Linked DNA regions of Mus musculus: all the other regions are linked to region 2. The links are chromatin contacts, called in public ChIA-PET, HiChIP or PLAC-seq and promoter capture Hi-C maps. All regions are on one chromosome and are shown on one strand. The core of a region is the stretch at or near the end of the contact, and the rest is flanking DNA. Distances in the headings are between cores, read along the strand shown.

Evidence for each region. Promoter capture Hi-C pulls out the DNA fragments that hold promoters and counts their contacts. ChIA-PET counts read pairs in DNA pulled down with a chosen protein or histone mark. HiChIP or PLAC-seq counts read pairs in DNA pulled down with a chosen protein or histone mark. Capture Hi-C pulls out chosen DNA fragments and counts their contacts.
Region 1: a contact with region 2 is called in a promoter capture Hi-C map of pre-B cells, with 4 times the contacts expected there. The contact joins the enhancer-like site here to the promoter of Slc35a5 in region 2. A contact is called at or near these places in 3 of 39 promoter capture datasets (cranial neural crest, pre-B cells and second pharyngeal arch cranial neural crest), 2 of 115 datasets of contacts at active chromatin or transcription factors (bone marrow-derived macrophages and large pre-B cells) and 1 of 9 other capture datasets (adipose tissue).
Region 3: a contact with region 2 is called in a promoter capture Hi-C map of hematopoietic stem and progenitor cells, with 4 times the contacts expected there. The contact joins the enhancer-like site here to the promoter of Slc35a5 in region 2. A contact is called at or near these places in 3 of 39 promoter capture datasets (hematopoietic stem and progenitor cells, liver and pre-B cells), 2 of 115 datasets of contacts at active chromatin or transcription factors (bone marrow-derived macrophages and embryonic midbrain) and 1 of 9 other capture datasets (liver).
Region 4: an H3K27ac HiChIP or PLAC-seq map of differentiating embryonic stem cells shows a contact between it and region 2, with 5 times the contacts expected there. The contact joins the enhancer-like site here to the promoter of Slc35a5 in region 2. A contact is called at or near these places in 1 of 39 promoter capture datasets (pre-B cells) and 2 of 115 datasets of contacts at active chromatin or transcription factors (differentiating embryonic stem cells and embryonic forebrain).
Region 5: a contact with region 2 is called in an RNA polymerase II ChIA-PET map of memory CD8 T cells, with 14 read pairs. The contact joins the promoter of Plcxd2 here to the promoter of Slc35a5 in region 2. A contact is called at or near these places in 2 of 39 promoter capture datasets (hippocampal neurons and pre-B cells), 3 of 484 Hi-C or Micro-C datasets (B cells, embryonic stem cells and muscle stem cells), 1 of 115 datasets of contacts at active chromatin or transcription factors (memory CD8 T cells) and 2 of 9 other capture datasets (adipose tissue and liver).
Region 6: a promoter capture Hi-C map of liver shows a contact between it and region 2, with 8 times the contacts expected there. The contact joins the promoter of Usf3 here to the promoter of Slc35a5 in region 2. A contact is called at or near these places in 14 of 39 promoter capture datasets (the 3T3-L1 cell line, 3T3-L1-derived adipocytes, the C10 cell line and 9 more), 3 of 484 Hi-C or Micro-C datasets (B cells, the C10 cell line and double positive thymocytes), 6 of 115 datasets of contacts at active chromatin or transcription factors (astrocytes, bone marrow-derived macrophages, extraembryonic endoderm stem cells and 3 more) and 2 of 9 other capture datasets (adipose tissue and liver).
Region 7: a promoter capture Hi-C map of adipose tissue shows a contact between it and region 2, with 2.3 times the contacts expected there. The contact joins the promoter of Spice1 here to the promoter of Slc35a5 in region 2. A contact is called at or near these places in 6 of 39 promoter capture datasets (the 3T3-L1 cell line, the C10 cell line, erythroid cells and 3 more), 5 of 484 Hi-C or Micro-C datasets (CD4 T cells, embryonic stem cells, erythroblasts and 2 more), 2 of 115 datasets of contacts at active chromatin or transcription factors (bone marrow-derived macrophages and microglia) and 2 of 9 other capture datasets (adipose tissue and liver).

The regions. Positions count from the first base shown.
Region 1 is chr16:44,241,104-44,245,257 of GRCm38.p6, forward strand. It overlaps Sidt1 (SID1 transmembrane family, member 1), which reads right to left. Exons shown (of 25, transcript NM_198034.3): 23 at 4,032-4,142; 24 at 2,365-2,478; 25 at 1-596. The coding sequence ends at 534. Among named protein-coding and RNA genes, the nearest start is that of Usf3, 70 kb to the left of the region's middle. Within about 2 kb of position 2,373, at least 19 of the 459 cell types and tissues checked have an H3K27ac peak or open chromatin away from gene starts, as enhancers often do. A contact at or near this core is called in adipose tissue, bone marrow-derived macrophages and pre-B cells, where this site is marked.
Region 2 is chr16:45,156,983-45,161,276 of GRCm38.p6, forward strand. It overlaps Slc35a5 (solute carrier family 35, member A5), which reads right to left and starts at 1,691. Exons shown (of 7, transcript NM_028756.4): 1 at 1,400-1,691; 2 at 479-664. The coding sequence starts at 644. It overlaps Atg3 (autophagy related 3), which reads left to right and starts at 1,847. Exons shown (of 12, transcript NM_026402.3): 1 at 1,847-2,189. The coding sequence starts at 2,118.
Region 3 is chr16:44,196,919-44,201,199 of GRCm38.p6, forward strand. It overlaps Usf3 (upstream transcription factor family member 3), which reads left to right. Exons shown (of 8, transcript NM_001029889.2): 2 at 1,986-2,103; 3 at 2,201-2,249; 4 at 3,696-3,760. The coding sequence starts at 3,714. Among named protein-coding and RNA genes, the nearest start is that of Usf3, 26 kb to the left of the region's middle. Within about 2 kb of position 2,378, at least 65 of the 459 cell types and tissues checked have an H3K27ac peak or open chromatin away from gene starts, as enhancers often do. A contact at or near this core is called in bone marrow-derived macrophages and hematopoietic stem and progenitor cells, where this site is marked.
Region 4 is chr16:44,278,189-44,282,417 of GRCm38.p6, forward strand. Sidt1 (SID1 transmembrane family, member 1) reads right to left here. Exons shown (of 25, transcript NM_198034.3): 9 at 3,607-3,700. Among named protein-coding and RNA genes, the nearest start is that of Sidt1, 53 kb to the right of the region's middle. Within about 2 kb of position 2,828, at least 10 of the 459 cell types and tissues checked have an H3K27ac peak or open chromatin away from gene starts, as enhancers often do. A contact at or near this core is called in differentiating embryonic stem cells, where this site is marked.
Region 5 is chr16:46,009,049-46,013,007 of GRCm38.p6, forward strand. It overlaps Plcxd2 (phosphatidylinositol-specific phospholipase C, X domain containing 2), which reads right to left and starts at 1,365. Exons shown (of 4, transcript NM_001134480.1): 1 at 646-1,365. The coding sequence starts at 808.
Region 6 is chr16:44,171,739-44,175,482 of GRCm38.p6, forward strand. It overlaps Usf3 (upstream transcription factor family member 3), which reads left to right and starts at 1,659. Exons shown (of 8, transcript NM_001029889.2): 1 at 1,659-1,772.
Region 7 is chr16:44,345,504-44,349,540 of GRCm38.p6, forward strand. Spice1 (spindle and centriole associated protein 1) reads left to right here and starts at 1,898. Exons shown (of 18, transcript NM_144550.4): 1 at 1,898-2,003.

The DNA.
Region 1 (4,154 bases), core at 1,123-3,622, 920 kb before region 2:
TCTGAAGAGGTGACTTAGCTTGACTTACTAGAATGTCTGTCTCCAGTTGGGTGGGGACTTGGTCCCACTTCTGCACCGTATTCTGAGGAGTTCGGTCCCCTAAGAGGCCGGGGAAGAATTCGATGGTGCTTTGGCCTTCTATAGCAGCAGGTGTCTCAGAGGTGTGGAAGTGGCCACACTGAAGGTTCTAGGTGGGAGGTCTGAGTAGCTGGTTTCTCTGGTCAATATCTATGAGGATGGGAGGGGCCAGGTGGAGAAGCTGGCCTGATGCAGCTTGTGTCTAGACTGAACTCTACGTTGCAAACAGAGGTTCTTGAGCCTCCAGACTATGTCTCTGTGCGCAACAGGGCATCCCTTCTACCATTCTTGAGGTTTAGTTCAGTCCCAAGCTCTTCCTGTGTGAATTCAGACACCCTTGACTCCCTCCAGGCAGGTGGAGCGTCTGGCAGTGGGCAAGCTGCTACACTCACCGTGTTTTCCACAAAACAGCACCAAGGTGGGTTGCTCCGTCTTCCCCCTGTGATGCTGGGTGCTCAGAAGACAGGGATCTGGTCTCTCCGGACCACATCCAGGTCATCATCCAGGGTCAACAGCACCTGGAGTGAGAGGGTTGGAGATGGGAAGAGAACATCCGTGAAAGGATCTTAAACAGGAAGAAGGCACATGAGATAGAACACAGTCTATTTCACAATTGTATCTGTGAAGGTTGGGAGCTCAGGCCAGAGGATGGTAAAATACTTGGGTAAGTGTCCTGGATGGTGACTAAGGGAAATGAAGTATAGCAATCGCTGTACAAGAAGAGAGGGAGGAAGAATTTTAGAATACAACCCACAGGATCAACTAAGCAGGGATCATAGGAGCTCCCAGAGGTTATCAACAATCACAGACAGACCCTGTACGGGTATGAGCTAGGTCTTCCATATATGGTTCTTCTTTTGTTGTTTTTTGTTTTCCGAGACAGGGTTTCTCTTTATAGCTCTGGCTGTGTCCTGGAACTCACTTTGTAGACCAGGCTGGCCTCGAACTCAGAAATCCGCCTGCCTCTGCCTCTCGAGCGCTGGGATTAAAGGCGTGCGCCACCACTGCGCCCGGCCCATATATGGTTCTTGTAGGGCCACTAACAAGGGTTTGGGTGTCTCTGACTCTTTTGTGTGCTTGGGACGCCTTTCCTCCTACTGTGTCACATAGTTCAGCCTTGATATGAAGGTTTGTGCCTATTTTTATGTAACTTATTATTCCTTGTCCAGGTAACATCCCTGGGAAGCATGCTCTTTTTTGGGGGGTGGGGGTGGGGATAGAGGAGGAGTGGATCTAGGGGAGGAGGAGGGAGGAAGGATGGACTGGGAGGAGTGGGGGAAGGGGAAACTGCAGTTGGGATGTAATTTATGTAAAGAAAAAATTAAAATAAAAAGGAAGTAAGGGAGAAGGGGAAGTAGGAGGTAGGGAGGGAAGGGGAAGGGAGGAAGAGGGAGAGGGAGAGGGAGAGGGAGAGGGAGAGGGAGAGGGAGAGGGAGAGGGAGAGGGAGAGGGAGAGGGAGAGGGAGAGGGAGAGGGAGAGGGAGAGGGAGAGGGAGAGAGCACTTCAATTCCCACCCTACACAGAACCACTAGCTCCATTTTGTTATCTTTTGTCCCCCTATGGGAAAAGTCCAAGGGTCAGAGAGATTGGCTGAACTTTCCACACTGGCCACTAGAGGGAAGCCATGCTCTGCTTTTGTGTGATTGCATGGTTGGCCTCAGAGGGCTTGAAGCCATCTTGCAGTGACAACCCAGTTATCACCCCAGCCTGTGTTCAGGCACCACAGACATTTAATTAGGGGGAGGGGGAGGACTAAATGCTGACGGTGGTCATCTTCTAGAAGCATGTCTACTCATGGATACTGGGAAGGGGCACAGCAAACTACAGGGACCCTAGATTTGGAACATGCTCATTAGGTGGCTTCTCTGGGAACTTAATCTTCACAAAATCCATAGTGAGACGACTGGAGGAAGGGAAGGAAGAGAGTCTATTATGAAAAGGAGGAAGTCCACGGATGAATTAGTGAGTGCCCTAAGTGGTTCCTGGGGGAATTCTGAGCATTTAAATCCAATAACCAACTCCATCCAAGGGCACTGTGCAACTTAAGGAAAAGAGTTTGGTCACTCTGTGTGTCCAAACATTGAAAAGTAGAGGAAAATGAAAGTTATGATATCACACAAGGTTACAGTAAAACAAAACAAAACAAAACAAAAAACCAAAACCACGAGATGGTGAGTGCATTGACTTGCAATGAAGAACTGCAGGAAATAACCAGAAGGAATAAAGGTTCGAGGAGCAGAAGGGAACTGTGAGACTTAAGACAGGGGGAGACCCAGCTGACTCACCAGGAATGAGAAAAACAGGGCAGTCGCAGAGAGGAAGTGCCAGATGTCATGGTCATCAAAGAAATCCAGCAGGACACACTCACGGTTCTTCTCCCGGGATTCTGCAGGGGTCCCCTGTGGGGAAAGTGCGACAGATATAGGCAAGAATCCCATGGTTTGAGTATTTCAGGGTTTGGTTTTGAGGAAGCTACAAAAATCCTACTAAGCGCCCAGAAAGTCAGCTTTCAAGGATTGTGCATACAGTAGCTCAAAGCAACGTTTATTATAACAATGTGTATAATAGTTCCAGAATGGAGATAACTCAAATGTCCATCAAGAGATGAACGGACTGGTTACACGTACTGTACTGTGTCCCGCAGGGCAAGACTTTTCAGTAATTAGAGGACATGTTGATGCAGGGCCACTCCATGGAGGACCTAGACACTGTTACACTGTACTCTGCATGGATAAAACCAGGCTCAGGGGCACATGGTATGTGGGTCTACCTCTGGGAGAGTGGTCCTCAACTTGTTAGTCAGGACTCCTTTGGGGCTGGGGGTGGGGTCATACATCAGATCTTTCATATCAGCTATGGATATCATAATTCATAACTAGCAAAATTACAGTTATGAAGAAGCAACAAGATAATTTTATGGTCAGGGCTCACCACATCATGAGGAACTGTGTTAAAAGGTCGCAGCATTAGGAAGCTTGGGGACCACTGCTTTAGGAAATGCCCAGACTGACCACTCTATAGCCATAGAAGGCGGGGTAATGGCTGGCAAGTGCTACTACTTCAAGAAGAAACAAAATGGCTGCTCACTAGTTTTCTTTCTGGGGTCATACAACTGTTCTAAAATCAGATGTGCTGATGCTGTGGTAGAGTTGAGACTTCACGCATGTGCTTCAGACACAGCACTGGTTTTATGAGACATCAGCTTTCCTGCCTACAAGACAGACATAGAACCCTGCCCTGCTCTGCCCTGCTCCACCCCTGCATTTGATGGATGACGACTATGATGAGAGAGACCGTGACAATATGGTAATCAAGTGTTAAATATCTTCTGCAAACAGACTGTAGGAGACAGTGAAGAAGATGTTTGTGGCATCTACAGGGCTTTCAAGTTGATGTAGCATGACCTCAGTAAGGTCACTTGCTGACTAAGTGTGCTCATTAAACCTTCTCTCTTCTGAAGAAGCTGTGAATTTAGATAATGGGGAAACATAAGAAGCAAAAGAGCAAGAGAGGGAGGAAGGTACAAAAGGCATGATGAAGCAAGAACTGCCGAGAGAGAGAGAGCGAGAGAGAGAGAGAGAGAGAGAGAGAGAGAGAGAGAGAGAGGAAGAAGAAGAAGAAGAAGAAGAAGAAGAAGAAGAAGAAGAAGAAGAAGAAGAAGAGAAGGAGGAGGAGGAGGAGAAAGAGGAAGAAGAAGAGGAGGAGAAAGAGGAAGAGGAGAAAGAGGAGAAAGAGGAGAAAGAGGAGAAAGGAAGAAGAGGAGGAAGAGGAAGTGGAGGAGAAGGAGGAGGAGGAAGAGGAAGTGGAGGGGAAGGAGGAGAAGAAGAGAGAGAGAAAGAAGGAGAAGGAGGAGGAGAAGGATAAGAAGACGAGAGGGAGACGGAGAGGGAGAAGAAGAGGGAGAGGAAGGGAGGAAGGGAGGAAGGGAGGAAGGAAGGAGCAGGGCTCTTACCTCCCAGCTGCTGAGGTTCTGGAAGAAGAAGTACAGTGCCGCAGCCCACACCACGGCAGTGGCCGCGATGCAGAAGACTGGTAGCGGGAGGACTTTCTCAGAGCTTCGAAGCTGTGGAGAGAT
Region 2 (4,294 bases), core at 441-2,940:
GCTCAGATAGTGAGCACAAAGAAACCCTTTCCTTAACCTGCTTTGGGCAAGTATTTTGTCAGAGCAATGAGGAAAGAAACTAATATGCTATTAAAACAGAGCCTAGGGCATGATATTAACTGAAGTCGAGACTTACATTCACAAGTAGGAGCCCAACTAGATAACTAAACAAATATATTGTATTTCCAAATAAGCTATAGTTGTATGTTTTACTAGAAATCCAGAAACACTTGTTGGGCATCTGGGTATAATCAGATGTTAGATACACTGTGCTTTACCTTGCACTTAAATGATCCAAATTTCATCCAGGGTTAAAAAAATGTTGCCAAGGAACACACAAGGTTAAAGTTTAAATTTTCAATACACTTTATCATGGACACAAAGCATAGTACTTTAAAAGGCATCACGTATAATTTATTCATAAGAACACCAGGCAAATGATTAAAAGCACCCCATACACATTTCCATTTTAACTCACCTTCATTGGCAGAGTATTTTACCAGTAAGATTCGACTTGAACTTAGAGTAATGAATATAATGCCTAGCAGGAATGTGTACAGCGTTGGTGGGCCTAACCCAGGGCGCCTGGAGCATTTTCTTTCCATTCCACGGGTTTTTAATTGCCTTAAGAAGATCACTTTCATGAGCAGCCCCGTCGGCAGACCTAAGGATTAAACACAATGCAAAGACTGAAGACTGTGAAGAATAGAAAAGGAAACCTGTAGAAGTCTGGCCACAACTACAGCAGACGGAAGACAGCCGAGGACAACAGAGAGGACTTAAAGGAAACAAACCATACTGCCAACATCTGATAGGAGAGGCAAGTCTCAAGACAGAGAGGGGATGGCCAGATTGGAAATAAGTTAGGAAATGTGTAACTGACAGTTTGGGACTGCAGAAAAGCAGTTTATTCGTATTAACTTTGGTCCACAAGGAATGAATTTTGGAATGGCCTTTCCTTTCAGAGCAGAAAAAGAGCTCACTGGGAACGATTCTTTTACAGAAGCGACCTCAGTGCAAATAGTTGAATCACAGCTAATGACTCTTAAGTGAACCAGGATGGGACCAGAAGGCTCATCTTGGGTCAGTGAGCCTAACTGGTCGGTCTTTCACGACAGATGGTCACGAAACTCCAGGCAGGGTAAATACTTGCCCAACGCGCACAGGTAGGATGGGAACATAGAGCCGTCAAGGGCCGCAGACACAGGCCCAAATCAGAGAGCAGGTGGGCACAAGCCAATGGACAGAAGGCCAATGGGTCAGCACTCCTCCCACCTCCACCAGGTTTCCCTCACTGTCAGGGAAACCCTCCCACACATGCGCAATAGGAATCGCGGGCGGCTCCCAAGCCCCTTAACACGCTCGAGCCACAACACTCAGCCCGCGAGGGCGCGGTTACCTCAGTCGCTCAGGGAAGGTTCTAGTGCAAGAACGGACATCATAGAGCCGACATAGTGACTGCCTAAGTTCGTAGTAGCAGCAGTAGGTTTTGAAGGCCCATTGGTGGGGAAACTATGAGCCGGGAGCAAAGGCGACAAAAAACAAAAAACAAAAACAAAAACAAACAAAAAACAATAAAAATCAACCCTTCTCACGCTGCCTTCCAGGGCTGGAATACAAAGCTAAGAGCCGCCCGCTAGGGAAGAGCAGCCTGAGCGGCCATTGCGCAGGCGCGCTCATTCCAGCGCTTCCGGGGGGCGGGCCGGAGGGAGCAGAGGCCGGCCGGTCCCGCCCCCGCGGGCCTCCTTTTGTCACGTGTCCTGGGAGAGTCGAGTCACGTGAGGCCTTAGGTGGCGGCGGGGCTGTTGGGAGAGTGTGAGAAGAGGAAGGGGAAGCCGGAAGGGGTGTTCAGTGGAGCTCCGGGGAAGAGAGACAGCTTGGAGAAGGCCGGGGGCTGCGCGCGCACCCGCCTCTCGCTCAGCCGGCTTGGGCCCTCTGCGGTGGCGGCCAGGTGACAGCTGGGCCGGGCCTCCGCGTGTCGCCGCCCCTCCCCCCCGGCCGGGCCGGTGCCGCTGCGAGGTTCGATGCCAGTCGGGCACGTCCGGGGCAGTTTTTGACTCCCCTGTGGCCCGGATTGCGACAGTCCCTCCGTGCCCTATCGCTGCTCCAGCCCCAGGATGCAGAATGTGATCAACACGGTGAAGGGAAAGGCTCTGGAAGTGGCCGAGTACCTGACCCCGGTCCTCAAGGTAAGCGGGGAGGGTCTGGCTTGCTCTGCCCTGGTTGCCCAAGTCCCGGTCCCCAGCGTGGACGGGGTGTAGAAGGTGGAGGGGCGAGTCGCGCGGCCGGGTGCTGCCTCTTGCCTTGGGCTCCTGGGCCAGTCCCAAGGCTTGCTGGCTTCCCCGCTTCCACTAGAGTGAAACTGGGTGCCTGCTGTCTCCACTGATCAGTGCCGCCTTGGAGTGCACGGCTAGGTGGTGCGGAGCAGAGGTACGAACGTTCTGACATCCATAGTCTTTTAAATAGGTAGACTGGGTTAACCTTTGAAAAGATGACAGCTTGGTGGCTAAACAGCATGCCACGTTTCCTTCCAAGTTTCATAGGAAGTTTTGCTTTTCGGGTGATCTAATTCCCAACTTGCTTAGGTTTCAGAGGAACATAGTAAACTGTGACATGTTAGTAACTCTGAGCCGAACTAGAGCGAAACTTGACGTTTCTCAAGCCTTTAAGGTAGCCGTAAGTGATTATTAATCTTGGACTTGAGTGATCCTACAGCAACAGTTCAGCACAGCCGATTGTATATTGTATAGATTGGAAACACTATTGACATTTTTAGGTGAAAGTTGTGATAGGTTAGCTGTTAGCACAGATTGGATTACTTGCTTTCAAAAGTAAAATTTCAGGGCTTCATTCAGAGCTTTCTTACACCTTCTAGGCTACATACGGTAACTTGATTTTGCTTTGTAAAAAGCAAGCAGTAAAAGAGAAACAGATAATTTTGCGTAGTTTTTGTTCTGTACTTAGCTTTCAGTTAGAATTTTACCAATCTTAGTGCAGGGGTGAAATCTGCTGATGGGCAGAGTAGGCTGTTCGATCTTTCCTTGGCAAGGGGGGAATGCTTTCCAATAATTATTACCAAAATACTTTTGGGCCAGGCGTTGGGGTTGCACACCTTTAATCCCAGCACTTGAGAGGTAGAGGCAGGCGGATTTCTGAGTTCAAGGCCAGCCTGGTCTACAGAGTGAGTTCCAGGACAGCCAGTGCTACACAGAGAAACCCTGTCTCGAAAAATACCAAAAAATAAAGTAAAATAAAATAAAATACTTTTGAAAAAAATACATTTTTGGATCAAGTTTGAAGAATCTGGAACAATTGCGAATGTTTCTTTTATATGTATACAGTGACAGTCATTTTAGTTAAGATTTACTCTTTTACTTAAGAATTGGAAAATAATTTCTACATTGACATCAAATGCTTCTTTTGTATGTTATACTTCCAGAATATTGTATCTGTGTAGATTCACAGTGTTTTAATAATGTACCATCAATTTAACTTTTAGTCTGAGGGAGAGATGAGCAAAACACTTCTCAATTAAATATAACATGGCTATCTTGTATAGCACTTGCATTTTGTTGAACTTGTAGAATAGTTCTCGAGGAATCAAAAATACATACACACACACACACACACACACACACACACACACACACACACACACACACACACACACACACTGTGTAGACTTAGTTGGTTTGGACCGCACTGTGTAGCTCAGACTAACCTTGAATTCTTAGAGATCCACCTTCCTCTGCCTCCCAAGTTCTGAGGTTAAAGTGTTTTGCCGACCTGCCTGGAGGCAATGTGTAGCATATGTTTTTAGTATAAAAGAGAATTAATGGCCCCTCCTTGTGACTCCTGTCACTCCTGTAAAGAGAATCCTTATAGATGAGGGAAGGGAAAGAGAAAAAGAGAGATAATCCAGAAAGAAATGATGCTTTGTTAGGAAGTGAAGGTTTAGAGATGGCTTTGTTTAGATGGCAGCTGTGTAGTAAAGCCGAAATCCTTAGAGTGATCTTGAAGGGTCTCTGGTCACTACAAGTCCCAGTCTCCTCTAACTTGTGAGTACTGTGGCGTAGCCTCCCTCCTTAGTACACAATCAAGCAGACTTTGCTTCTATAATTTTTCTTTCTCCCTTAGCCAGCAATCCTTTTACTCCAAACAGCCTTATGGTTTTAGTCTTTTTTCTATCCTTTATTTATTTATAATATATTTTGTTCTTATTTCTTGAGAATTTCATAGATGTGTACATTGTATTTTGGTTATATCCATCTCTACCTCCCCACCTCCAATTTCT
Region 3 (4,281 bases), core at 1,128-3,627, 960 kb before region 2:
ATTTAACTTTCCCTTTCTAATCTATATCACTTTTAGATCTTTTTGAGAGTACATGTACATATGTGTCATATGTATGTATATGGATTTGTATATGCGTATGTGTGGGAGCATGTATACTTACCTGTACATGTACATATGTGTCATATGTATGTATATGGATGTGTGTATGTGCATGTGTGGGAACATGTATACTTACCTGTACATATACATATGAAGATCAGAGGTTGGCTTTGTGTGTCTTCCTCCATCACCCTTGACTTTATATTTTTAAAGAAAGGTCTCTCATTTTCCTTGGAGCTTGTTATTTCAGCAGAACTTGAAATCATGCTGGGAGTACAGCATGTACTGTTCAACCCAGCTTTGTTCTTTAAATGTGGGTGCTGAGGATCTGAGCTTGGGGCCTTATGTTTGTACAGCAAGCCCTTTGTCCAGTGAGCCACTTCCCCAAGCCCTAGTTTTAAGGTTTTTTTGAGAAGCCTCCCTATTAATTTCCATTGTGGCTACAATAGTTTACACACCCTTGAATAGCATTTTTATTATAATAAGGAACAGCGAAAGGATGTCTACTTTCTTTACTTTTACTTAATATAGCCTTAGCTAGAGTGAGATGGCAAGATAGAAAGCTTTGAAAGCGGGCAATAGAATGGAAAGCAATAGAGAAAGCTCTGTGGCCTCCACAGTGGCTGCACTACACACTCACATGTATACACCACACATACACATAAACTGCACACATAGGAGTGCATGCATGTGCACACACAGAAACACACAAGAAAAAAATCTAACTATATATATAGTTCTTGAGAATATACACAAAGGATGATATCCGCTGTTTTAGAGACACTTGCCCATCCGTGTTTGTTGTTGCTCTCTTCAAAATAGCACAGATATAAAACCAGCCTGGAAGTCCATCAACAGATGAACAAATGTACACACTCACACAACATAGAATTTTATTCAGTTGTAAAGAAAAATTAAGTTAGGAAATGTGCAGGAAATGAATGGAACTAAAAAACATTTTAAGTAAGGTAACCTAGAATCAGAAACATAAATCCCACATGTTCTCTCTCACCTGTGGACTCATAGACATGAAATCCACAGACAGAAAGCACAATGAGGTAATTCTTATTATCTATGCTTGGGAAACATTATCCTAAAATAGAACTAAGGTTCTCAGACTTTCTGAGCAGAAAGAAAGAGAAGAAAGGAGAAAGGGGCATCTCCTAGGAAGACTTAGAATTCTAGACCCCCTGCTCTTCCTCACTTGTAGGTCTGGCACAGAGCTGTGAAGTGTGTCTTATGTCCCCTCCTCTGTTCACAGGTCTTTAGCCTACCTTCCTAAGGGAGCAAGAGGACCAGAGTTAGAATCCCCAAAACCCACACATACCAGGTGGGCATGGTGGCTCGGACTGTGGAGACAGGGTGCCTATGGAGACTGGCCATATTGACAGGAAACTCTGAGTCCCATTGAGAGTCATTGCCACTAAAAGGATAAAGCAGAGGGCATCACCCTTGGAGCTCCTCGTGTGTGCGCATTCTCACATATACTCACATGTGCCCACACACTTGTAACCATGCACCACACAATGTATATACACATGTGAAGAAGAAATAAAATTTAAGTAAGGGAAATGGGAAATGGAAGGAAAGATAATTTTCGAATTGACGGTGGGTCTTAATATTAGACATAACATGGAGGTCTTTAGAAATCCATGGGTAGTGAGGGCCCAAGGGACCATGAGCGTACAGAATTAAAAGAACCTGTATACATGCTGTCCCTTGCCTGTAAGACCGCCCCCCCCTTATGGTTTACCCACTGGAGAAGGGTGTTTTGAGAGTAACTGCATTCACTTGCTCTCCAGTGGTGGGGAATGACCAGGGATATTCTTCTTGCCACTAAAACTTGCCTGCATGCTATCAGTTGCCAGCTTCATCTCATGGATACTTGGTGGCTATAAACACTCATTGGTTTTTCTTTTTTGTAGTAAGAAGAAAACATAACCTATAGAGACCATCTTCTGGCAGAAGATGATAGATTTGAATCAGAAAGAGGAGGTGTTGGAAGCCAGGAATCTAAAGTGAAGAAACTCTGCAAGCCCCTGGGTGAGAAGGGAGATGGGTCATTTGTGTGCTTGCTTGCTGGCTTGTCCCCACATTACAGTTCCGTGCTCATCCACTGCAGGGCTTCTCTCGGCCTTAGGCAGCTTCACCAGCTAGAAGGAAAGGTGGAACAGGAACAGGCTGCAGAAGTGAGTTGTTTTTGAAAAACATTGTAAGACTTTTTTTTTTTTTTTAATTGTGGTGTGCACACCCCATGCATGACGTGTGTGGCATTTAGAAACAACTCGGCAGGAGTCGGTTCCTCTTTCTGTGTGAGTCTCGGCATGGAACTCGGATTGTCAGGCTTGGTAGCAGACACTTTCACCTGCTAAGCCATCTTGCTAGGCCTGGAAATGAGTTGTGACTCCATGTTCTCCAAGGCCGTATCAGTCAGTGTTTCCTGTCAGCTTCTTGTCTGCCTTCCCTCCTTCTGCCCTCCTCCTTTCTAGGGCTGGGGCTTATTGTGAAATAGAGCATTTCCTAGGCCCTTGTTGCTTCCAGGCACCGCGTGCATGCATGCGTGCGTGCATGTGTGCGTTGTGCCTTCCTGACATTCTTTCGCTCCCTTCTCAAAGCAGCCCAGTTATGTAGAACTAAAGTTCCAAGAGTCTGCCCACAAGTGAACAGCTAGGAAGGGGTACAGCCAGGTTTTAAACCCATGGTTTCTGAGTTTACTTCTATACTTACTACCTCCCTTCCTCCCCCTTCCCAGAAGAGGGGTCATGGGGAGTGTTGCATTTCTATCTTTCCCTTGTAGCCCAACAGGTACGCTACCTTGGTGGCCTCTTTTGGAAGGTTCAGTGTGTCTCGGGAACATTTTCCCTTTCAAACTATGGAAAGTCAGCGAGGAGAAGGGAATCCCCAGTAGGACTGCTGACCTTGTACAACTGTGCGCGTGTGTTAACTCTCCTGTCTCCAGGCTTTTCCCATTTACCTGTAGATTGCCCTATAGGACATCAGTTTCTAACCAGGTAGTGGTGTATGCCATAATCCCAACATTCAGGAAGCTGAGGCAGGGGGATTACAAGTTTGAGGCCATCCTGGACTACATAATGAGACTGTCTGAAAAGAGAGAGGGCCAAGAGGAAAAAGAAGGAAGGAAGAAAGAGGAAAATTCATGGTCTTCATATATTTTTCACACTCACACTTTAGGGAGTCTCCATGGATAACTGAGACTTGTGACACTTGGAAATTGAAGGAAGCCTAACTGTGCTTTGCATCTGCTACTTAGACTAGTGTTTGGCCTTTGCCGTTTCTGGAGAGGATCGGGCAGTGTGTTCTCTTCCTTCATGCTGGCCAAGTGCTTTACCAGCGGCAGCTTACTCTGAAGCTCATGCTAGTCTGGCACCTGCCAGGCCTCCCAGGCTGGCCCCAACTCATGATCCTCCTGGCTCTGCCCTCCTAGTGTTGGGATCTCCAACTTGCGTTCTATTTCCTTAGATCTCCTTTCATCTACAACATCCAGTAAAGTATGTTTCTGTGGGTTTTTTGTTTGTTTTGTTTTTTGGTATTGAAATAGAATTGCCATTTGATTTCTCTGAACTTTAGAAGAGCTAAACATCTTGGAGTATATCTGTCTTTTTATCCCTTTGTAGAGTCCTATCACTCTCACCATGCCAGAAATGACAGAGCATGAGACGCCTACGAAAAAGCAGCACAGGTGTGTATCCACAGCCCCAAATAATATCACGTAGGCAGGTAAGAAGCAGAATTAGTTCCAATGTGTGTGGCTTGTACAAATAGCTTTACTGAAAGATTCACATAGCAAGAATTTACCTGGCTTTATTCTCTCTGAAGCCTGAGAAGTAAGAGTGATCAACAGTAGTTAAAACATTATATCAAATCTATGTCACATGTTTGCTTTCTAAGGACATTTTCCCTGGCATCCTGTATTCCTTTTGTAGCTCTTGAAACATTTAGATTGTATTTAATTTGTAACATTATAATCCATTAGTGAAAATATAAATAGCATTACTTTCATTTTCTTATAGGCCCTCTTCTGAGTTTCCAGCATTTAAGCAATATCTGCCTAGAATTGTGTGGCCACTGCTTTTTTTTTTTTTCCTTTTTTTAAGATTTGTCTATTTCATGTATGTGAGTACACTGTCACTGTCCTCAGACACACCAGAAGAGGGCATCAGGTCCCTATTACAGAAGGTTGTGAGCCAGCCACCATGTGGT
Region 4 (4,229 bases), core at 1,578-4,077, 880 kb before region 2:
CTCACTTTGATCAAGTCTGTTGAAGACTTTAGGCTCTAGAGCTGGGCTACCCGAGTTCAAATCCTAACTCCTTTAGGTATTGGGTGTGACTCCTTGATTAAATTGCTTAGCCCCCCCCCCCCCCCCCCCCCCCCCGTGCTTCAATTTCTCTGACCTTCTGCATAGTGGCAATCACAGTAATAGTGGCTCAGGGCACCAAACCAGATAATCCTTTGAGGGTTCGGCACACTGTCAAGCACATATCAGGCATACAGCTATATTTAACACATTAATAACTGTAACTTGGTATAGCGAGCTGGTAGTCCTCTCTGTATATACTTTCCAGGTATGCTATTAGCCTGTATCCTAAGCTTCTGTTTTTAACATTTTTTTTTTAAGTCAGGATGTTTGTGTAACTAATTAAGCCTCCAACTCACTATGTAGCCGAGGATGAATGGCTCTGGACTTCCTGTGCTCCTAGCTCCTAGTCCTGAGTGCTGAGCTGGGGCACCACCACATAAGTTCTGTTCTTCACCTTGCAATTTAAAATAATTTTCAATTTACAGAGATGTTTCAAGGATGAATAGAAAAACAGAATGTAGAACATTTCTTGATACATCCTTTACCTTGATCCACTTGTCAGCATCCTTGTCTGTCTGTCTCCCTGTCTTTTTTCTTCTTTTTTCCTTTCTTCTCAGAATGGATCTTGCCCAGTAGCCTAGACTTCCAGGAACTCACACGCTTCTTGTTTCTGTCACCCCAGCATCTACACCAATAAGCCTGGCTTTAGCTCTGTTCCTCGGCTCTTTCCCAAATGTATAGCTCATACTCATCTACATATATGTTAATTTATAGCACCTGGGTGTCTACATGTATGCTAATTTACAGCACATGCTCATCTACACGTATGTTAGTTCATAGCAATGTACTCATCTAAATGTATGTAAACTTTTTCTTGTGCCATTTGAACGTCATTTGAGGTTGTTAGAGATTTTTTTTTTTTTTTTTTTTTTTTTTTTTGGTTTTTTCGAGACAGGGTTTCTCTGTGTAGCCCTGGCTGTCCTGGAACTCACTTTGTAGACCATGCTGGCCTCGAACTCAGAAATCCTCCTGCCTCTGCCTCTCGAGCGCTGGGATTAAAGGCGTGCGCCACCACGCCCGGCTGAGATTTTACCTTCATTATTTCTACAGAGTGAAACAAGTCAAATTCTTCAAATGTAATGCTTGCATACACATTTACTTAATGTGCTGCTGGGGGTCATACACGCTAGGCAAGTGCTCTGTCCCTGAGCTATCTCAGCCACTGTTTACTTTCTGTTCTGAGGCAGGCCCTAAGTTGCCCAGGCTGGACTTGAATCACTCTGTAGCCCAGGCTGACCTTGAACTAGAGATTGTCTTCCTTCTCACCCAGCATAGCTAGGATTTCAGACTCTTTCATCGACTGTGTGTCTTCTAATTCCAAAAGGCCTAAAAACTGTCTTTTATGACATACTGGTTTTCTTTTAATGCAAGATCCACTGTCTTCATTTGCACACTTAACATCTCCTGTAACTGAATCCTTTTGTCCCCTTTATGGCAAATTTCGTGTCTGATGCTTCCCCATAGTTAGTTTCGAAATACACATTTGTGGGAGCTATAGGGAGTGAGGCTGGACCTCCCTCGGGGTGCTGTCATGTCTGGAGGCACACTCTGCTCACCTTCCCCCAGTGGTATTTATTCTCATCAACGGATCAGTGTGTTTTGTTTCTCCGCTGCATATTTATTATTTTTCTCTCTTGACTTAGTAATTTATGAAGCTACACTGTCAGGCCACACAACCACTGTACCCTGTTCCTTGTCAGAATCCCCCTCCTCAACTTAGCAGTCATGGGTGATTATTTTTCTTTGCATTAAATTTAGGGTCTGGCCCATGCTAGAAAACTGGTCTATCACTGAGATTTAGCCACAGACTTCTTTTCCCTTCTTGGAGATGGGGTTTCTCTGTGTAGCCCGGGCTGTCCTGGAACTTGCTCTGTCAACCAGGCTGGCCTCGGACTCACAGAGATCGGTCTGCTTCTGCCTCCCAAGTGCTGGGATTAAAGGCATGTGCAACCACTGCCTGGAGACTTCTTTTGAAATCTGGAGGCAGGGCTGCCCAGGCTAAGACTCACTCTGTAGCACAGGTAGGCCTTGAACTTTCAATCCCTTTGATCAGCCTCTGAAGTAGCTGTGAGTACAGACCTTGCTCTACTGACCATTCTTAACCTGAGCCAATGTTAGCTGTGATGTTTGCAAATGATTTTTCAATCCCGGCACTTCCTCTGTGTTTATCAGTGAGCTTTTGGCCCGCTATGGGGGAGATATACTCATTTGAATGTCCATGTTGCTGGCAACATCTTACTGATGGGGAGCTGTTGTTCTAAATTTGTTGGGTTCACTGGATATATATTTGTGGTTATTTAGATCTTTCCTCTGAGATTTTTATGTCTTCATATATTTCCATTTTTCCAAATGGCCTACAATGCATATTTCCCAATTAGTTTGTTGCTTCAATCCACCCAGGCTTGGAAAGTGGTGGATCCGGTTCTTATTTATTTTTTTAGTTGTGCTGAAGCTCAGACCCAAGACTTACACTCACTAGGGAAGCACTTCCCACGGAGTCATATCCCCAGGCCTTGGCCTTCTGGGACAAGCTTTCCATTCTGTAGCTCAGGCTGGCCCTGAACTCTCTATGTAATTAGTTCCTGTAGACTCTAAATTTGCTAATCTCCCCCCTCCCCCATCCTGAGTGCTGGGATTACAGGCACACCCCAGGTGGGGAGCAGGTTGGAGGCAACTTTTATAAGAGTGCGGAAAAAGAGTTGTTTCCTGGACTGAGAGATGGGCCTTTGTTATGCCAAGGAAGCAGCCAAGAGTGCTGCTCAGAGTTGGTGTGTGGCTTACAGTCTCAGAGCTCTCTGTTGTCTTTGTACACTTTGTCTCCTGTTTAAGATGAGAGGGGGAAACTCTATTTGTTTACTGTAAGCCTCCCGTCAGCCTTTTGTAGTTGTTTCTCAGAAAGCATAACAAAACCAGAATTCTCAAAGCTCAGCCCCGCAGAGAGAAGCAGAGAGTGTTATAAAATGTTATTTATTTACTTATGTTTAAAACCGTGTGTGTGTGGGGGGGGGGTAGCCTCCCTTTTCCCTGAAGGAATATTTTATTGGGAGATTGGTGCACCTGGTAATATGTATCAAAGCACATCGCTCCAGCTACGGACTATACCTCAAGATTTATTTTAAGCATTCGATTAACTTTTCGACAGAATGCTTCAGTTTGTTTTCAGACTCCGTGCTGGAAAGAGCTGGCGGTTCCCTTCAGTCTGTGGGATCTACAGAGAGGATTCTCAGGTACAAACTCAGACAAGTCACCTCACTGTTGTGTTTTCACAGTGAAAACTCTACCAGCATGCTATGTGGGACATTGACTTCAGATCTGCAAGTGAGCCAAACGTTCTTTCACTCCACATAAGAAAAACCTGCAGTCCAAGTACAGAAGAAAAAGCAGTTTGCCCAAGACCACACTTAGTGGGCCAGTCAGTGTGCTCCAAAGCCCATGCTCTGAACACCACACAGAGAGGCAAAGGGGAGGAAGAACCTGTGCACCTACCTCACATGATGGACAAGCACAACGAGCAGGCATCCCAAGTAGAAGGACAAGAAAACGAATATGCTGAAAAGACTAGATTTCACATATACAGATTCTGAGGAGAGAGAAACAGCTTTGGTCAGCTTGTCCTTGGAAATAGGAGGACTGTGTTGGGGACAGCACCGCTTATAAGATCGATCAGCTTCCATCACATCCATTCTTAAATCCCAATAATATGTCACTGGAGCTGAGCACTGTGGGAGGCCACTGGGATGCTACCCACAAGTAGCTTTGTAGTGACGACCTGAAAAGATCACTATCTACAACTCTAGAGTTGAGTCCCCTCCCTCCTCTCCTTGCCTCTATCTCTCTTTTCCATTATTTCTCTTTCCCCCACTTCTTCTTTCTCTTCCCCTTTCCTTCTCTCTAGTTCTCCTTCCTTATTCCCTCCACCCCCATCTTTCTGGGCTGTTGGGCCTCATACAAGTTAGGCAAGCACTCCACCACCAACAGGCACGCTAGCTTGTTTCTCTTCAAGAAGATCTGATCCTATCTGTACATTAAATACACTTGAGTATTTTTATGATGGCTCCCCTTGAGAGGGAGACATTAGCATTTAATGACACGATAGAGCTCCCCACACA
Region 5 (3,959 bases), core at 115-2,614, 850 kb after region 2:
AGCTAGGCAGACACCTGTGTATATATAGACAAAGCTTCAAACACCGTCACTTCATCACACCTAATGACTGCCTGTGAGGACAGACTGCATCCTCTATTTCTGGCATTTCCAACAACAAAACTATGTGCCTTGATGCCCAGCCTAGAATCTGAACCTATTTTCTAACACTTATCTGATTTTTGTTTTCAAGAAAGGTCAGATAAATGAGAAAAATATTCTTTTCAGCTTCAATGTTGACCCAGAGCTAAGATTGTTAAGGACTTTCTACCCATTATTCTTGATCTCTCCCCCTTTCCCTTAAATGATTCAAGTCAGCGAGCCTTTCACATACCCAGGCCTCTGCATCAAGATGGTTAACATTCTTAGACTGAGGCCGTATGGTGTAAACAAAATAAAAACAACAAAACAACAGCGCAGTGATTCCATTCTCTCAACTGTCCCTTTTGCCAGTGATGCAGTCGGCTTGACTGACTCTCTTTACAGCAGCTACCTTCCTGTTAAGTTTTTTTTTTTTTTTTTTAATTTGGAAATAAAAAGAGATCACTGACAATTGTTTTTCAACACAACAGAAAACAACCAACCCACTAGCAAACACTAAAATGGCAGCATTAAACACAGTGCGAACAAGTAGTTATAGACGAATACCTGGGATTGCCAGATTGGAAAGGGGGACGTTGTGGAGGTGAGCGGGGAGCGAGGCCATCCAGTCGGCATTGCAGACCTCCGAGGCTGTCTTTGTCCCGCTGGGATTGGGAGAGCAGATGGTACCCATCCTGAGTTTCCTTCTGGCCTTTCTAAATGCAAGCATCCCTGTCGTCCACGATTTAGACAGGCTCAGTCTAGTGCCACTCACTCTGTGGTCATCACCGCTCGGGGCTCTCTAAACATTTCAGAGCACATGGGTCACGCCAGTCTTTTCAAGATCCTTTTCTAGCTGGGAGATGGGTCAAATAGGTGCTCCCCTGCCTGCTGCTCCCGCAGTCCCCACCCTCTTCGCCTTGCCACTGAGATCCACTCCTTTAATCTCCTCAGTCCCTGGTCAGTTAAACTTCTTAGTTCCCCTCTGGAGACGGGGGAGGCAGGCCCGAAGATACAAACCTTCCTGAAACCCACAACATCCAGGAACAGCCACACCCGGAGCTACTCACACGACAGGTGCCCACAGGGCATAGAGACGTGCCAGCGGGCTGCACACACGTGCGCACCCGGGTTGCACCATCTCTTGTTCATGGGTGCTTCCGTGGGTTTCCCCGGGCTGGTACACAGGCTGGGCCTGCCTGCACCCCCGCCCCCTGGCTTCTCTGCCCACTGCCCTGTGCTTTTCTGAAGGGCTCTCAGAAGAGTAACCGGCAGCCCCGGGACTCTGGCGGCCCCGCCCCGCACTGCCGGGCAGATTTGCCAGACTAGGCGAGCTGTGATTGGTCGTTGGCGGGATTCTCTCTGATTGGACAACGCTCTGAGGGCCCGCCCCTACATCGCGCTCCCACGCCTCCCCTGCTTCTTAGCTCCTCCCCTCTCCACTCCAGCGGGGTAGCGAGTGGACAGGTCGGGCTGCGGCCTGCTGCTCCGGAAGGGGAGATGTGCACCGTGGCCGGCTGTCCTCAGATTGATCTTTTTCTTGTAGATCTCTGACGCGACCTCAAAGGTTTCTCCTCTCTCCCTCGGCCTTACTCTCACTGCGGTGAAAATTACCCAGAAACGCGCTACTTTTTTTTTTTTTTTTTTTCAAACCACCGTAGCAGCAGAAACAGGAGAGCTAGAGAGGCCAGAGAAAGGTGCTGCTGCGGCTCCTATTTAGATGGCAGCATCAAAGCAGGTTTGTGTTTGAAACAATGCAAACTGACAGTTCTCCTGCACAGTCCGCTGAAACTGGCCAGTGCCATTATTTCCGTTTCACAGAGGAGGAGATAATGGTGCTTTGGGTTCCTGTTGCTGTTGTTTGAAACCTTTTGAATTATTTGTCTCACCTGCTCCTCACAGCATTACCACAAGACTCAGAGTTGCTGATACACTTCCTCGAATGGATGAAACAGCCTGAGGCAGGTCACGTGGTGGCAGTCTGTGCAAAGTTCATTTTGAAATGAGGTTCCCTAACTCGGTCTGTAGAACACAGACCCACTTCTCTGCTTCCTGAACTGTTCCCACTTCAAATAGTATTCAAATGTAGTACAGAGTTTTATAATCCGATATTGTTAGTTAAAATTTGTAGTTAGATTTATATATTTCTTGTATGCGTTTTTCTGTGAGAACATGCATGTGTGCAGTTCAGAGGACAGATTACTCCAGTTCTCTCCTTCCTTGAGACCGTCCCCGGGGCTCAGATCGTCAAGTTTGGCAGTAAGCACCTTTACTCACTGAGCCACCTCCAAGATCTGACCTGCATACTTTGCAAAAAATAAAAATAAAATAAAATAAATAATAAAAAAATACTATTTTGGCAAACAGATAATTTTATTTAAAAAATTTTAAATTAAGGTAGCCTTTTATAGCAAGAAGGACCCTAGAGACTCAGGAGGGCCTTAGGGGAAAAGAGAACAGTGGCCAGAACTCTTAAAACTCCTGGAGTTTATGTATAAAACCCTAGGGCAGCTGTCGTTTAATCACCAGATGACCTCCATTTTACCCCTGTATCCCAGGCTACCTGTCTTAGTTAGGGTTTCCGTTGCTGTAAAAAGACACCAAGTCCAAGGCAACTCTCATAAAAGACATTTAACTGGGGTTGGATTACTGGTTCTGAGGTTCAGTCCATTATCCTCATAGCAGGAAGCATGGCAGGCCCTGGAAGAGCTGAGGGTTCTACATGTTGTTCCAAAGGCAAAACACAGGTGAAGACTGGCAAACCCCACCCCCATAGTGACACACTTCCTCTATCAAGGTCACTCCTACTCCAACAAGGCCACACCTCCTAATAGTGTCATTCCCTGGGCCAACCATATTCAAAAGACCACATTCTACTTTCTGGCTCCCATAGGCTTGTTAAAACACATGAGTCTATGGGGGCTACAGCTGGCCAGAGTATAATGAAAAATACATTGAGTTCAACTTCAAAAGTCCCCATAATCTACAGCAGTCTCAACAATGTTAAAAGTCCCAAGCTCAAAGACTCTTCTGTGATTCATCCAATCATTTAACTGTAATTTCCTACAAAATCAAAGTCAAAAGGCAGATCACATGCTTTCAACATCACGGGATGTATATTACCATCCCAAAACATTACAATGAGTGAATACTGGACCAAAGCAAGACCAAAAACCAGAGCTGTGTGTTTTCAGAAAACACTTCCTAGAAGATTTCACCTCAGTGATGCTGGTCAAGTTCTCCGTAAAAAGCCTTTGTTTCCCCTTTCTAGACTGTGGTTTCATTCCAGATTAAAAGTCCAAAGGAAAAAAATAACAAAGTAATAAAAAGCCTAACATGCTATAGCTATTCCTTCCTCAACACTAAATGGATAAACAACAAACTTAGCTGGATGGGGTCTTGCCCCAAAGTCACCACCCACTTAATATGTTTATCTTCCTGAACACAGGGCTCAGCTTCATTTTACTTCCTGGTGCCCCGTTAATGCTAGAACCATACATTATGTCTTTTTTTTTCCTTTGTCAGCTTGCTCCTTTTCATCAAAATGTTCCTCATAACAGTGAATTTTAATAACCACACAACAGAGTTTATACCAGGCTGTTTTGAGATTTCTCTTGTTGATGCAAATAATTTAAATCTCTTCACTTTGCTTCATGCAGACTCTTCAGACAAGAGCAAAGCACCCAGATTATTCACCAAAATATCATGCACACACACACAGACACACACACACACACACACACACACACACACACACAAATAGTCTCTAGAACACACACTAACATTCTTTTCTTTGAACTTTTTGAGCCTGGTGGCCACAGTTCAAACCATCCTCAGCAACAATGTCTTCTATTTCCCTACGAGGGTGGCCCATTAGGTCC
Region 6 (3,744 bases), core at 409-2,908, 990 kb before region 2:
TATGTGTTACCCATAAAACCTTATATTTATACTGACATCGAAATGATTTCGTGTAGCTGGACATATATTAACATTATAGATTCATGGATGTATTATTAGTATTACTATTACAGATCTGATCCTAAGGTCTCTGCTGCTAGGGACTAGGGAATGACAAACGTATTCAAAAGTTAATTAAAACTCACTAGCAAGCTGGGCGGTGGGTGGTGGTGCAAGCCTTTAATCCCAGCACTTGGGAAGCAGAGGCAGGCGGATTTCTGAGTTCAAGGCCAGCCTGGTCTACAAAGTGAGTTCCAGGACAGCCAGGGCTACACAGAGAACCCTGTCTCGAAAAACAGCAACAACAACAAAAAAACTCACTGGCCTGGCCCAGATGGGACAAGGAAGTGAAAAAGAAATCAAACTGCCTATTAGCACCAAATTTGAAGTAACAGTAAGGGCCTATTTTATCACAGATTTTCAAAGTGCGGAGGAAACATAAAACGGGGTTACTGTTAACCTTTTTCTCAATGCAAGGTCTGTTTCTACTGTACATAGGTTCAAGTAGTATTTCTATTATGCCCTGCGTTCCAGTCCAATTGGCTATATCTGGTTGTGAAAAGCTCATAAATCTTTCACCACCACTAGGTGGAGAATCAGACACCTGTCTCGGGGAGGCGGGCTTGTGAAATGAAACAAAACTAGAAAAAGATAGCTGGATAGTTCAAGAGCTCCAAAGGCACTTTAGAGGACGCTGAGGTCTCCGGTCCTAAATAAGGGTGTCTAGTAGCCTAAATTTAAGGTTCCAATCCCATCCCCCAAAGCCACGCACTCACTTCCTTAGCAGGGGACTGCAGAACCTTTCTGAAAACGGGCTTCGTGCAAATAAAGGACGTCAAGAGTCCACCGTATACGAATTCCTGCAGTCTCCAATATCCAAAGATAGTGCACTGAGGGAAGTCACATAGGACTGGATTTTCCACCTTCATTTACCACCTTCTAACCCTCCAGGCTAAAGGTACTTGTCTATCTTTTGCCACTCTCCTCCTCTTCAGTTTTTTTCATTTCTACGCTTGCATTGAAAGCTGCCATAAGCATAATACAGAACAGGGTGCGAGGAAGTTTCTTAAAAACCTCTTTTTTTTTTTTTTTTTCCTAGCTTCTCAAAGCGTCCCCTTTAAGGAACCAGGCCCACCTCTTTCTCATCCACCTACTGGCTTTCCTTTCTGCCTGTCACTCTACCTTTAAGAATATTTCCTGTTCTTTCAACCCAACTTGCACACCTCCGCCCCCCGGCCTTGGTCATTGGGCCGCCCGAGGCCTGTTCCCTCCTAGCTTTTCCCTCCTTCTCCTCCCGCCCTCCAGCCTAGCGCAGCGGAATCCCGGCTTCTGACTGGCCACGGTGGCAGCCTCCCCAGCACCGGATTGGCCGGCCGGTTGGTCGGGGCGGGAGCGAGGCGCATCCAGGCTAGGCTGTGCGCGTGCCGAGCGGCGGCCGCGGGAGGGGCGGGAGGGGCGGGGGGAGGGGGGCTGGGAAAGTTGAGGCCGTGCTGCCGCCGGGTCTCCGGCCTCGAGGGCTCGGGCTCGCTGCGGCGGCGGTGGCCGCGAGGAGAGGCGGCGGGGGCGGGGGGAGAGGAGGGCCCGGGCCCGCGCTCCCCCAGCCCCGCAGAAGCAGGGGGCGGCCGCGGACCCAGAGGCTCGCCTAGACGGCCAGACACCGCTGCCTTCCGCTCCTGGGACCATGACCCAGGCGGGGGTCGCCGCCGCCGTGGCCCGGAGCGCGTCACCGGCGGGTGAGTGGCCGCGGGAGGGGGCGCTGACAGCCGGGACCGCGGCTGCGGGGGCGGCTCCGGGGGGCGGCCCCGGGCTCAGCTCCACCCACCCCCTCCTAGCCGCGGGAGGTGAGGGCTAGGCTGAGTGCCCCTCGTTCCTGGGGTCCCCAGAACTCCCCACCTATCCCGGGGCGATCGCTCTCTTCACTCCGGCATGCTCGCACCCTGGGTGCCAGGCCTGAGGGAGCTCGCCCTGCTCCCGGTGCGCGCCGGCGGACAGAGGCCCCATGCTGTCCTGGGTGCATAAAGAGCTGGGCAGCCAGGTCCCCACCGGGTGGCCTTTGCTAGCCTCCTTCACCTTTTGCCATCCCTTCCATCTCTTTACTTGTCTTCTGACTTTCCTTCTGATCCACTCGTCAAACTCGCTGCTTGCTTTTGTAACTTTCACCTCTGTGTCGGAGAGTTAGGCTGACGTTTTCTTTTTAGAAGCCCATCTTTTTGCTTCTGAATAGCACTGGTCCATGCGAATGGCATTCTTGTCCGATTTCAAATTTCCTGAACAAGCATGAGGTTTCTGGACGCTTGGCTGAGGTTGGGCATTTTGGGGATAGAGTTCTCTTCTCTCTGTGGGGTCTTTTTTGCTTTTATTGACCTCATCTGTAGATAAGAGACCACAAAAAACTAACTGCCAAAACCAACTAATGTTCAGATAACATTTTACCACTAAGTTGAGTGAATTAACAAACATGATAGGTCTGGCCGACTTTATGGGTAACAGTGGCAGAGTCTTAAAGGAAACTTTGATGAGTAAGTGGACCCTGCAGTAGCTTTTCCCCATGGCCAGTCAGATCTGCTCTTTGCAGGGCCGACAGTTTCCTCGGTGACCTTTTCCTTTCCCTCAGAACACTTGACTTGCTGTATGGATACTATGTTTCCATTTGCTTGGGAAATACACAACGTATTTGTTGCAAACTGAGGAAGATTCATTGAGAAGCCAAGAGTTGTGAATGAAAGCTGTATCAAGAAGCATGCCAAAGGCCAACAGCCACTTGTGACCCAGAATGAACATAAAAGTGGTCCAACCCAAAATTGAAAACATATCCAATCCCTTGAGGGTTTCTTTTTTTCCTTTCTTAATTTCATTGTATGGTTCCAGAGAGTGAACCTTGTAAAGACAAGTTTGTGTCACAATGTCAAAAGGTTGGGCAGTAGTCTAAACATTATGACTTTTGTATAGATTAGCTTTAGTAGTTTGGTGATTGTAGTAGTCTGTGCATTGATGAAATGTAGAACTCTTTTGATACAAAAGCATTTCCATTCAGTGTGGTAAGGGCCACCTAGAATAGTTATTTTCTACCCTAGTCGTCTATAGAACATCACAGAAGTTTTTTTAAAAAAGATTTTACAGTGAGCTAGTTTTGTATGAAACACACACATGTGCGCGCGCACACACACTTGCACATGCACATGCACGCACTGTTTAACTCCAGCTAGAAGAGAAGCTTCCACAGATAGCAAGCTTGGAACCCCTGGCAGTAAAGCCAGGTCTTAATGTTATCTCACGCTGTTCCTTCCTGTGGTCAAGCCCAATGGTTTCTTAACTGGATTGTTTGTTACAGTCACCTTCCCAGACTTTACCTTTGATCTGGAGGGAGGCAGGCTGTGGTATACCTCTTAAAACTCTCCAGGCTATTCTGCTCAGCAGCCAGGGCTGAAAATTACCTTAAGCTTGGTACAATGTCCAGGCTGTTCTGCTTGTATTCCAGGGTTTTCCTTGGCAAGCCTTAAGTTGTGTATTCAACTTTTGCCCCACAACCTTCCATGTGAACCTTTGGACCCCACTCAGATAATGCAATTTAGATCCCTGCTGTTGCTAACTTGGGTGTTTCTCCTCTATATCAAGTAATTGTAGTGACAGATCCCTTAAATATGAAATCTTTGGTATGTAAGTGCACATATACCGTGAGTGTGTGTGTGTGTGTGTGTGTGTGTG
Region 7 (4,037 bases), core at 648-3,147, 810 kb before region 2:
GTTTATTAAGCTCACACTTCCACATTGCTGTTCATCATCAAAGGAAGTTAGGACTGGATCAGGAAGCAGGAGCTGATGCAGAGGCCATGGAGAGATGCTACTGGCTTGCCTCCCCTGGCTAGCTCACCTTGCTTTCTTATAGAACCCAAGACTACCAGCCCAGGGATGGCACCACCCACAACGGGCCCTCCCACCCTTGATCACTAACTGAGAAAATGCCTTACAGCTGGATCTCATGGAGACATTTCCTCAAAGGAGGCTCCTTTCTCTGTGATAACTCCAGCTTGAGTCAAGTTGACACACAAACCCAGACAGTATAACTGTCGATCCATATCATGACATTATGATTGCTATAATCTTCATAATAAGTTTTAAAATCAGTCATGTTTAGAAATCAAATTTTGTTCTTTTGATTTTGGCTATTGTAGGTCTTTCACAAGAATTTCAGAATCAGTTTGCTAATTATTTTTCTAAAGAAAATGCATTTTAATAGGTATGAAATACATAAAATAAACAAGATATATATATATATATATATATATATATATATATATATATATATGGAAAAGAATAAAACAAGGAAGCAAGTGGAACAACATATATTATTGTCCTACTGTCTAGTTTGTTTCTAAAGAGAAATTGTTATATACCCTTTTTATGTTCTTGTGCACATATGTTTTTAGATTTTTTTTCTTTATCACTAGTTTTGATTGATTTGATTATTATGTACTTTGTAGTTTTCTTGTGTGTGTGCATGCGCACACATGTTTCATTGGGTTTTGGAAGTTGAAGGAAAAGATGAACTCTGTGGGTAAATATGTTGATAGAAGGCAGAAACAGTGATGGAAGCGGATTTAAGTTTTCTGAAATTAATTCAGTGTTAAAAACGAAATGAGAAGCAAGTCCATAGACTGGCATGAGGTTAGAGGAGATAAATAAGAAAGTATACTACTGTTATCTAGGGGAGTGAGAGAATTAACGGAGCAGAGACCTAACAGGATGCTCCATCAACTTTAGGTAGGGGCTTACCTAAAGTTGGGGGGCATGAGTCAGCATGGACAAGCACTTAGGAGAGCCAGTGCTGGTTACTTGGCAAGTGACTACAGCAAGTTGGAGAGGAAGGGGTGATGACGATTACATAGACAACACGTCCACATTGGATCAGAGTGGAAAGTCTCAGAAGGCAGTTCATTGCACCTGGATGACACTGAATATACACCTGTTGATCCGTGTGTAGCTTTCCCCTTAACAATTGAAGGTCAGGGGTTTCCAAGGAACTTATCAAGGGTAAGACATTCATTGTAAAGTCCTTAACATGATTTATGAAGTTATGCACATCCTGCCTCCACCCAAGCACAATCACCAAGTTTTCTCAACTTCTATTCCTCCATTGCAGTTTGACGTACATCCTTGCACAGGCAATTCCCTCTGTAGAAATGCTCTTTCTTTTTAAATAATCTACTCCTCCTTTCATTTCAGCTTTCCTGCGATATTGAAATATTCCCATAAGGTCACTATCTAGTTTGTACAGTTCCTTCTTAGCATGTATACAGTTTTCACCTTATACATTTCGGTCGTCAATAGCTTGCTGCTATGGGGTTGTAAACTTGCTGAGAGCAGGGTCAGTTTTAGTTCCCGGTGAACCTAGCGCGTTTGGCTCCACTGGGAGGTAGCAAGACATATTTCTAAGCAAACGATCAAAAGTTAAGGCAAGGAAGTGCGGTATGTGGAGGTTGGTGTGCAAGTTTCTTTTGGAGACTTCTAGAGGCTTATGACAGGCGCGCCATTTGGCCCTTTGGGTGAGAACTGCAGAGCCCCACGCCAGTACCGCCTCTGGGTCGCCTCGGAGGAGCTCGCCGGATGTACGCAAAGGCGTGGGGGCGGAGCTCTGGTAACCCAGGCAACGGCCCGGAAGCCACTTTCCGCGTTCCCCCGTGGCGGGCTCTGTGGTTCTGGAGGCTGAACTTTTAGTCGGGGCGGAGGCACAGTCGGCCAGCGGCAAGGCAGGTTGGGGTGAAGCGGGGGCATAGGGCGAGGAGAAGCGGCCGGCGTCTCCGCCTGGGTCTCGGCGCCCGGGTGGGCGTGCGCACCCCAGGGCCGGCCGCTCGCCTCGCAGAGCCTGAGAGTGCGGTTCCGGGGAGCGCCTGGATCCCCCGCGGGACAGCGGGCCCCGCGCACGCGCGCCGCGTTCCCGCACCCTGCTGGCGGGAGAAATCCCGAGGCCGGCGGGTGATGCAGTTGTTTACTGTCCCGCTAGGGAGTGGCAGAGTATCGGGTGTTGGGACAGGGCGCGTCCTTTAAGTTGAGCGTTTAGGTGAGGGTTTCTAAGGAAGGGGCCGTTTGAAAGTTTGGGACAGGCTTGAGCTTGGGAGTCAAAAATAGGAAATTGTTCCAGACAGTGCATGGCACTGCTTGTGAAGGTCACAGCTGGGTCTCAGTATGGGTGGGAGGGAAAACTGGGGCCGCACGAAGAGCAGCTCTTGAAGTTGGATTTTTCTCTACAGTGGGCTCCATTAAAATCTTACGAGGGAGTAAAACGTTGAGATCCCTGTATCCCTGTATCCGGGTAAGATTGATGGCAGGGACAGTGTTCTGGTTGTCCCCCAGTTTGTTTTCATACTAGTTAAGGTAAATCTGGTAGAATTCCACCATCCCTCCTTAAGAGCAGGCAAGGGCTTCCAGTGGTCTTTTGTATAGCCCTCAAATTGCAGGGGCCCTCAGTTAGCTTTTAGACTGTTATTGTTCAGACTGAAACAAATTCTGTAAATGTTCCACACACACACACACACACACACACACACACACACACACACACCCACTTGCAGAGAACATTTTCTTTCTGATTTTCTCCCCCCATCCCCCTTTCTTTTTTTGTTTTTTTCAAGACAGGGTTTCCCTGTGTAGCCCTGGCTGTCCTGGAGTTCACTCTGTCGACCAGGTTGTCCTCGAACTCAGAAATCTGCTTGCCCCAGCCTCCCAAGTGCTGAGATTTAAGGCTTGGGCCACCACTGCCCAGCATTCTGATTTTCTTTTATTTACTCTTTATTTTCAGCCCGACTTTGTGGAGGGAATTAAGGAGAGGAGGCAGCTTTTCTTCATGTGTATTGAAGATTAGGAACTTCCTTGACACAAAGAATTAACTTTCAGGCTTGCCTTTTGTAAGAAGTTGTTTAGTTATGATCTTTTGAGAAACGTACCTCTGAGAGGGCACAGGCTACTTCTCTGTTTTGTTTTATTTGGTGCCTAGCAAGCACGTTGAAAGTTACTTGATAACGTGGAGTGGATGGATGAATGGGAAGAAAACCTTACAGGAAAATTAATAACAGGCTGTTCAGAATTGTTCCTAGTAGAAATGGAAAAGAACGGACAGATGGGCGGGATATTTCAAGGAAGGATTTATAGATTGTGTTACATAGCAGACAAAGAGACAGTTAGGAACCAGAGGCGATGCTTACGCTTAAGCCAGAGCAACAAGAAGGATGGCAATTCTCTAAGTTTAGTAACTGAGTCAAACAGTTAGGTATCTAGATCTAGAGGATTGGGAGGGCTGTGCCAAACGAGCTGCATCTTACTATACTCTGAGGTGTATGGAAGGGCAGTGAATGCACAGCAAAGGACGCTTGATGTTTTAGGGACAGTTAGGAAACATTCATTAGAAACTGTCTAGTTATGGTCCTTTAGTTATGTGTCTGTGTGCCCGGTATAGGAATAGCTTTGCTGAGAGGTTTCTGAGAATCACTAAGGGGGCTGTTGGACCTCACGATGGTCCAGAAAGCAAGCTCAGTGGAAGTTGGCATATGACTAGACTCATTTGCAGTTTACTGCCATTGCTCACATCCAGTGCGTGGGGGTGTGGTAGGGTTCCCCAGTATTGGGTGAAGGGACACGTGTAAGAGGAGGACAGGACAGGGATAGACCGAGATGAGGGCCCTTGGCTACGTTTTCCAAGGAAAGAGTCCAGCGTAGTCTGAAGAGGAAAGAGTAGTGAAATAGCAGGAAAAAGGGTGTTGTGGAAGCCGCGGAAGAGGAAAGTGCCT